Regions from separate parts of the Sus scrofa genome. Here region 1 is linked to region 2. The links are chromatin contacts, called in public Hi-C maps. All regions are on one chromosome and are shown on one strand. The core of a region is the stretch at or near the end of the contact, and the rest is flanking DNA. Distances in the headings are between cores, read along the strand shown.

Evidence for each region. Hi-C and Micro-C count contacts between places; a contact is called where the count stands out from the background.
Region 1: a Hi-C map of epiblast stem cells shows a contact between it and region 2, with 2.0 times the contacts expected there. The contact joins the promoter of PFN3 here to the promoter of RGS14 in region 2. A contact is called at or near these places in 2 of 47 Hi-C or Micro-C datasets (epiblast stem cells and liver).

The regions. Positions count from the first base shown.
Region 1 is chr2:80,543,311-80,547,641 of Sscrofa11.1, reverse strand. It overlaps PFN3 (profilin-3), which reads right to left and starts at 2,147. Exons shown (of 1, transcript XM_013992193.2): 1 at 1,118-2,147. The coding sequence starts at 1,578. The coding sequence ends at 1,165. It overlaps F12 (coagulation factor XII), which reads right to left. Exons shown (of 14, transcript NM_214242.1): 11 at 4,171-4,307; 12 at 3,927-4,076; 13 at 3,233-3,381; 14 at 2,816-3,142. The coding sequence ends at 2,975.
Region 2 is chr2:80,587,166-80,591,368 of Sscrofa11.1, reverse strand. RGS14 (regulator of G-protein signaling 14) reads left to right here and starts at 1,371. Exons shown (of 15, transcript XM_005661452.3): 1 at 1,371-1,655. The coding sequence starts at 1,611.

The DNA of each region.
Region 1 (4,331 bases), core at 898-3,397, 45 kb after region 2:
CTGTAAGCTCATCCCAGCAATCGTCCTGGCCCTGCCTAATGAGTCCAGTCCACAATTCAAACTCCCAGGAAGCCCCCAACAGGGCCAAGCATAAGGAAGGCTCTCTGCATCTCCATTCCTCAACCCCACCTAGCTGCCCTCCTCCAGTCTCTATCTGCCTTTGCACTCACCCACATCATTGTCTCTCTGCCTCCTTCTGGGATAAAATCAGTTCTCCAGAAAACAAGTGACAGGTGAGGGCTTGTCAGGGCCACTGGGGGAAGGGACAGGGAGGTGGAGATGGGCAAGAGAGGCCATGCTCTGGGTCTCGGTGGAGCAGAGACCAGCTACTCACGCTCCCACCTTGATCCTCTACCTTTGGGCAATAAACCAGGCCTCATTTAAACCCACTCAAGTTTTCCAATTCCTCCTCCTCCTTTATAGAGCCCCCTGAGCTGAGGCCTGCAGGGGGAGGGTCAAGGACTAGGGGGTGCTAAACTTCCTCCCTCTTGTCTAGGGACATCTCTGGAGCCTTTGGCCCCCAAGGGAGCAGGAAGGCTGTAGGGCCCCAGATTCAGCTCTGATGTTCTGGAGTGTGTGCCTCCCTCTTCCCCACCTCCAGCCCCTTTGAATTATGTGGGGAGAGATGCAAGGGCTTTGGAGCCCCAAAGCTGCTCTCCAAGCTACTAGGCCCACTCTGCCACCCACTCATAACTCTTGCTAGTTCTTCCTCTAGTCACCTGGAGAGGGTGAGAAGTATGAGGGCCTCCAGCCTGGGCAGTGGTGTGTGTGTGTGTGTGGGGACTTCCTTCACGGTTCGTCCTGCACAGACTTGTGTAAAATTTTGTAAGAAAGGATGCCCAAGACTGAACTAGAGGATTTGAGAAGGCCGCCCCTTCCTCAGCTTGGGTGTCCCTAGTACCCCGGGAAGGTGCCAAGGCCCTTGGACTCTGGCCTAAGGAGTTAGGCCAGGGGCAGGGCACTCGTGGCAGGGCCTGGTGTAGGGCTCAGGAGACTGGGAAGAGTGAACTTCCAACTTCACCAGGTAATCCTTCTACAAGGATCTTCTGATAAACTGGTTTCCTCATCTGCAACCCCACGCCCACCCCGCCACTCGCTCGCAATCGGAGGACTGGTCTGCCACGCCCAGATCAGACTTTATTTGGGGGCTGGTTGGCAGTCTTGCTAGGTGCCCTGAGAGCGCAGCCCATGGATCAGCTCGTGCATGGTCTTGTTGAGAATGCCTCCGTGCACGCCACGCCGGCCCATAAGCACTAGGAGCGCGCGCGGCGTGTGGCCCACGCAGACCGCGCGCCCGTCCAACCCTTTGGTGCGTGCGTCCAGCACGCAGTCGCCCTCAGCCAGCAGGTGGTCGCGGATGACGCAGCATCGGCGGCCCGCTACGCTCAGGCCCGCCTGCAGGAAGGTGCGCCGATCTGGCCCTATGAGCACACCCACCTCCTGCGGTGAGATGGCTGCCAGCAGGCCCCCGGGCCGCGATGCCCACACGCAGCGATTGTCCGAGTGGCCCACGATGGCCACGTCGTCGATGCGCTGGTCCCGCAGCACTGCACTAATGTAGCCTTTCCAGTCGCCCATTCCGGCTCAGAGTGCGCCGTGGACTTTCGCGGGTTGTCCTCCCGGACTGCTCCGCTACTATGACGTATTGAGGGGCGGGGTTGTGACGTTGACATAAAGGCGATGGAGAATGGGGTGGGGGGTGGGGTGGCGTTGGTATCCTATGTCCGATGACGTTCTAAAGTTAGCCCGAAGGAGCGAATCGTTTAAAAAAAAATCCTCAAAAATAAAAATTAAATGGCCCATCGAGCACAGCACACAAGTTTAAGAACAAAAAGAACAGGGCCATGTCTGAACAGCCGGACCTCTAGGCCTGGTAAACTTTCAGCCCCCAGAACGTGTTTCCTAAACATGAGGAGCCTTAGAATCTCCTGGAAAGCTGTCAGATTGCTAGGCTCCCGACTCAAGAGTTTCTTATTCTGCAGTGTGAGATGTAGCAGATATTATGCATTTCCAACAAGTTCCCTGGAGATGCTGCTGCCCGTCCAGGAACCGTACTTTGAGACCCACTGCCCTAATGGTCTTCCACGATGTCAGCCTTAAGGGTCCATGCAACCTTTTTTTTTTTTTTTTTTCTTTCTGCTTTTTAGGGCCGCACCCACAACATACGGAGATTCCCAGGGGTTGAATTGGAGCTACAGCTGCCGGCCTATGCCACAGCCACAGCAACACCAGATCCAAGCTGCCTCAGGGACCACCCCACAGCTCACAGCAACGCTGGATCCTTAACCCACTAAACAAGGCTAGGGATCAAACCTGCGTCTTCATGGATACTAGTCAGATTCTTTTCAGCTGAACCACGACGGGAATTCCCCACACAACTCTTTTAATGTTAAGTACTTCCAACCACGGTTCTCAACCTCTCCACAAATAGAATCATCTGGGGAGTGTTTTTAAAATACTGTTACCCTCCTAGCCCCATCCCTGGAGATACTGATTTAATTGATTTGAAGTGGCTGTTGGTCATAGGTTCAAAAAGCTCCCCAAGGTGATTTTGATGTACAGTGGAGATTGAGAACTCCTGTTGGACAAACTTAAAATATGAGTTTCAGACAAAGACTAGTATAAGGAGTCACCCTGCATAGGGCTTGGTACACAGTGCGGCTCAGCAAACGTCAGCTGGACATGAATCTAAATCTTGTATAAGATGTCAAAAGATTCCATGTTCTCTGAGGGGGTGTGGAGAAGTTGAGCATCGGTTTACAGTCTTGGCATTTCCCAAAGGGGCCCCTGAAGAGTTAGCTGTGCCTTTCAAGCATCTTCAAAAGCACTTTATTGAGTGCGTATGACATTCCTGGAGCCAGCCGGGCTGGCAGCGCTGGGGGGAATAGAACACAATACTTGCTGTCCATAATCACGCCCCAGCCACCTTTCCATTCCAGAACTGCCCAGGAGGGAAAGACGAGTCCCTGGGAGGTCAGGAAGTGGTGTGCTCCTGGATCCAGGCCAAGTAGTTGGCCACGTCCGTGTACACACCGGGCTTGAGGCGGTCGCCACAACCTGAACCCCAACTGACGATGCCTCTCAGGACGAGCTGGCGCTCTGCGGTCTCGTCTTCACACACCAGAGGGCCACCGGAGTCACCCTGGGTCGAGGACACGCGGCTCAGTGCCCTTGGCTTGGGGTCTGGACTTGCACGGGTTGGGGGAGGGCGCCAATCAGGCGGAGGGCTCACCTGGCACGCGTCGGTGCCGCCTTCGAGGAAACCAGCGCAGAGCATGCCGGGAGTGAAAGCGGCTCCGTGCACGTCGGCGGCGGAGCAGCGCTCCGGACTGATGAGCGGCACCTGAGCCTCCTGCAGGAAACTGGAATATTCCTCCGCCCCTGCAAACCAAGGGCGCCTTCCTCACACCCCTCCCGACTCCGCTCGCTGTCCAGGCCACGGACCTGGCTGTGTCAGGCTCTTCTAATCCCTGCTAATCTCCTGCTTTCCGCAGAAACCCCCAGAGGGAGGGAGTTGCTTTTAACACCATTTCATAGACGAGAAAACTGAGGCCAGAGAGGAGCAGGGATGTGAATGGATCAGGTGGAAGCAGGGTGGCTTTGGAACCCCACCCCTACTTCCCATCCAGTGTCTCAAAACCCTGCTCCCCAACCTGCCCACCCATTGCTCCAGCGCGGGTCGGGAGTCCTAATTAGCCCTTGCAGCCCACTGCCTAGAGAAAATGGTGTGATTCTCCTGGTACTTTTCAAGCGATTTGGACCCCCCCACAACAGTGAACCAAGCCTTTGTAGAAGACTGCAGAGACGACGGCCCTGAACAACCCACCAGGTCAGCCCCATCTGTCCCTGGTGGTACCAATCCCTCGGGCTTCCCTTGGCTACTCTGGTGGCCAGAAGTCTCCCTCCCGACCCAGCCGTTCTAATACCTTCGAACTGATGGCCCCAGCCGGCCACCTCGCAGAGCGCGCCTTCGGGTTCGGCGGAGCTGGCGACACTTCTTGGCAGGCATACCGGCTGAACGAAAGGCGACGGGTGTGCGCAGCAGCCGTCCGCTGTCTCCTTCAGGCGTACCAGAGCTAACCCAGCCCGGGAGGAGGGTGAGCCCGGGATGCTGGGACTTCGGAGCCCTGCCCACCCTTCCTCTGATCCCCGCGGGGCGCCCCCACGCACCCAGGTCGTGCTGGTAGGTCTTGGGTGAGTAGGACTCGTGCAGGCGGTAGGAGCGCACTGCCAGCGTTTGGCACTGCTCACAACTCTGATTATGGCGGTCCTGGCCGAGCACCACAGTCAGCTCCTCCGGCGCCGGTCTGCGGGCAGGGTTGGAAAAAGGA
Region 2 (4,203 bases), core at 122-2,621:
GAGGGTAGAATACGAAAGATGGGGTGTCACCTTTTCCTTGCAGAAAGTGGGGCCCAAACTGTAGTGCCTGGTAACTTCAGGGCTCTAGGAAAGCCCAAACTTCAGTAAAATACAAGTCTTCGTGGGTACATACATATGTAAGAAAGAGGCCAGGGATTTCCCTGGCGGCTCAGTGGGTTAAGGATCTGGCATTATCATTGTCATGGGTCAGGTCACTGCTGTAGTTCAGGTTCGATCCCTGGCCCAAAAACTTCTGCATGACACAGGCATGGCCAAAAAAAAAAAAAGGAAAAAAAGGGAAAGGGAATTCCCACTGTGGCACAGCAGAAATGAATCCAACTAGTATCCGTGAGGATGCGGGTTCAGTCCCTGACCTTGCTCAGTGGGTCTGGTGTTGCCATGAGCTGTGGTGTAGGTTGCAAATGTGACTCGGATCCCACATTGCTGTGCCTGTGGTGTAGGCCAGAAGCTGTAGCTCCAACTCGACTCAAAGCCTGGGAACCTCCATATGCCATGGGTGTGGCCCTAAAAGGGGGGGGGGCAAAAAAAAGCCAATAAGGACCCTGGCTAAAGGGACTGGGACTGGGCCAGGGCTGAGGAGGCAGACTACCCCTCTTCAGTCAACAGTACTTCACAAAAGTGGGACTTTTATGAGTGACTATGAATGCACACACACATCTTTGGGCACAGATGCACCTGGTCCATTCCCTGCCCAGCTGGGCAAGCACGTGCACACCTGGTTGCAAAGGTCACTGGGTTCATATGTGCCTTGTGCAGGTGTGCCTGTCACATGCATCTGTCCGAGGGACTGGGCACACTCATGACTGAAGGCCCAGGTATACCTGACAAGGGAGAACCCGCACACCTGAAGGATCTTGTGTGTATGTGACCATGCATGAGATGTATCCATTTGTCTGTACACCTGGGCATAGACCTGGGAGGGAGAGCCCAAAGGTGTCTCAGGACAGAGGTAGTAATGCACCCAGCTGCCAGGGGGAGGGGCACTGAGTGTGTGCATGCTCAGCACACAGCAGGTGTGGGATAGGTGTGTGCTGAGTAATGTAGACGAGTGGACATTCAGGTCCTGGTGCACAAGTTCCCATGTCCACAGAAGCCCCAGCAGGGTGTACAAAGTTTTCCAGGTGTGTGAACAGGCACTTCTGTGCCCAGACATGCCTATGGAGCTCCCCGGTCTGCGCCAGACCAGGCTGGGCTCCTCGCTGGGCACACAGAGGCCCCTGCTCTGTGTTGGTGCCTGAGTAGAGCACTGCCAAGGGTGTGTTGGCAGCATGTGCGCGCGGGCGCGTGAATGTGTGTGTGCGTGTGCGTGTGCATGTGTGTGTGTGTGTGTGTGTGTGTGTGTGTGTGAATGTAGGAAGAAGCATTCGCTCTCTTAGACCTTGCTTCTTTCTGTGGTTCGGTTTCTATAGAGACGCTTCCTGTGGCAGAGAAAAGAGGTAGTGAGCTGGTGTTTCAGGATGTGAGGGCCCGCAGGAGCGGAGCTGGGCTCTCTCTGCCGCCTGCCCATCACCGTGAAAGCTCTGACCGGCGCTGCCCGAAGTCCCCATGGTGGGCGCCTCCCGTGGCAGGGACCCGTGAAGAGCAGCGGCATGCCGGGGAAGCCCAAGCACCTGGGCGTCCCCAACGGACGCATGGTGAGTGTGGGCTCTAGGCCAGGCCCACGGGGAGGAGGTGGGTACACCCAGGGTGGAGCCCGAGAGGCACACCCGGTAGGGCTGGGCAACAGCCTGTGTGCTGCCAGCGGGCGGGAGAAGTTGGGGACAGATAGCAGCAGGTGGTGGGACCTGGTGCCCTCACCACAGGACCTTCCAGATGGCTCTGCTGGGGGACCTGGGGCCGCCCTGGGGATGAGACTAGAGGAGAGGCTTCTGGCCCAGTCCCCACTGCTCTCTTCCTTGCTACTTTGGCATCACCTGGGGTAGCAGGGAGACTGGGCATGGCCTTTGCCCCTTGACACCCCCTATACTGGCCTGAGCTCCCATACCTCACTCGGCCTCAGCAATATCGCCCCCCATGTCCTGATGCTCAAGGTCAGGTAAGGGGCAGCCCTTGCTGGGTCACTGCCCTCCCCCTAGACCTGTTCCCGAGGCTTCCTGCCAGAACTAGGAGCCCTTTGGCAGCCAGGGATGGGTCTGCAGGGTCAGGCCAAGTTGATACAGCTTCTGTCTGTTCTATTCCTGGACCACTAGGAAAGGTAGGGGGAGCTGGGTACTGGGATGCCCCTGGCTGCTGCCCCCTCCCCCAAACCTCTCCCTGGCTGTTTGGCATCTGGGTTAGAGCTGCTCTTAGAGTCCAGCTTCTTTATTCATTCAGCAGATGAGACAGGCTGTGCCGGGGCTTCTCTTCTTCTATCCCTAGGACAACAGCCCACTTGGCAGAACCCCAGTCCCTCCTAAAAACTCTGGGAAGTCCAGACAGTGTCCTAGTTTCTTACACAGCCCCAGCCTAGTACTGTGGGACAAAGCCAGTGGGTCCAGAGAGATGTGGTTTCCAATCTCAGCTCAGTTGTCCCTGGCTAGAGGGTCCTCTCTGACCCTCAGATTCTTCCTCTATAAAAATGAGAAGTTTGGAATGGATTTCAAAGGCTTGTTTAGATGATTAAGCCAAATGATGAATATGAGGCCCCTGATCCATTGTGGGGGTTCTATAACTGTCAGCCCCAATGCCCCCCACTCCATTCTCAGCCCCTCTTCAAGGACACTCTGCTTCACCATGAAGCTGAGCCACCACCTCAACCCCCGCTCCTCCTCCTAATTCCCAAGACCTATCTCTACACCCCTTCCTCCAGCATCTCTTTATTGGGTGGGAGAGAGATGAACCCCTCCAAGCTGGCCCAATCCCTCCCCCCTACCGCTATCTATACCATCAACCTAACTTTGAAAGTTCAAGCACCGGTGGGCCTCGCATTCCCACTCCGGAGGCATGACACTTGGCTCACTCCTCCCCGGGCATCCAGGCCAAGGGGGAACATGCCCACTCCCACACCCACCCCAGAGGGCAGCTGGGTAGATGCTTCCAAGCAGTGCCCAGAACAGCAGGGCAGCTGAGGGGGCCAGAGACAGATCCAGCCCTTGCCCGTCCCATGTCAACACATAGATACTATGCTCGAAGGTCATTCAGAGGAGGGAGGGCACCCAAGCTCTGCTCCCAGCCCTGGCAAGCCCACAGATGCCCTGGCCCCTTTCCGAGACTTTCACACGCAGCTTTATCTTTGCTCTTCCCAGGCTCATTCTAAACTCTCTGTGCTGCCTCTTGGAATCCCAAGGGTTACTGCTTGGCCACTTGCTGGCCATTGGGCAGCTTTCTGAGACCATGCTCAGCTGAGACAGGGAGGGACAACAGGCATCAGCATCTGTGGGCCAGCTGTCAGTCTCCTTCCATGAGCTGCCTCTTGACGGAAGCTCAATGGAGTACATGACAAGCTGAGGGCAGCTGGCAAGTAGAGGGAGTCACGTTTGAATGGACCAATCTGACTCCGTGCCAGGGCCCCTCCACCCCCCAGAACTGCCTGGCTCTGTCCTCCCCCACCTCCCCCTGCCGCCACCCGCACCCGCCACCACCATCGTTCCCTGCCAAGGCAGCTTCATGTGTCAGCCTCATCTTTCTGCCACTCAGCTAGTCAGGCAGCTGCAATGAAACCTGTCACTTAGAGATGGCTCTCAGCCCCTCCCAGACATGCCTCCATACAGCCCCAATCTCGCCCCTTCATTTGGTCACTCACTCATTCATTCAGCAACCCCTCCTCAGGGCTCGCTCAGTGCTGGCCCTATCCGGGGCATCAAGACCCAGGCCCGTCACCCTATCCCTGGCCCTCAAACAGCTCTGGGTCTGTTGGAGGACAGCAAAGGCACAGGCACGAAGAGCAGAATCAAATCCAGGTTTGGGTGAGAGTGGAGGGTGGGGTCAGGGATAGAGAAAGCTGGAGGCGGACCTGGGAGGGAGAACTAACTTCACCACTCACTTCCTGCATAGTTGGCATTGACGATGTCCTAAAAAGATGTGCCAGCCAGAGGAGGGAACAGCGTGGGGAAAGGAATGCATGCAGGAAAACAGGGTGTGTGAACAGGGACAGAGCTCAAGGGCTGGAGAGGCTGAAGCCTGGAGAGGCGCAGTTAATCATTCTCCGTGGGCAGAGCCCACTGTACCTCAGCCTACATTCCTGGAGTCCAGCCTGGGGCTGCA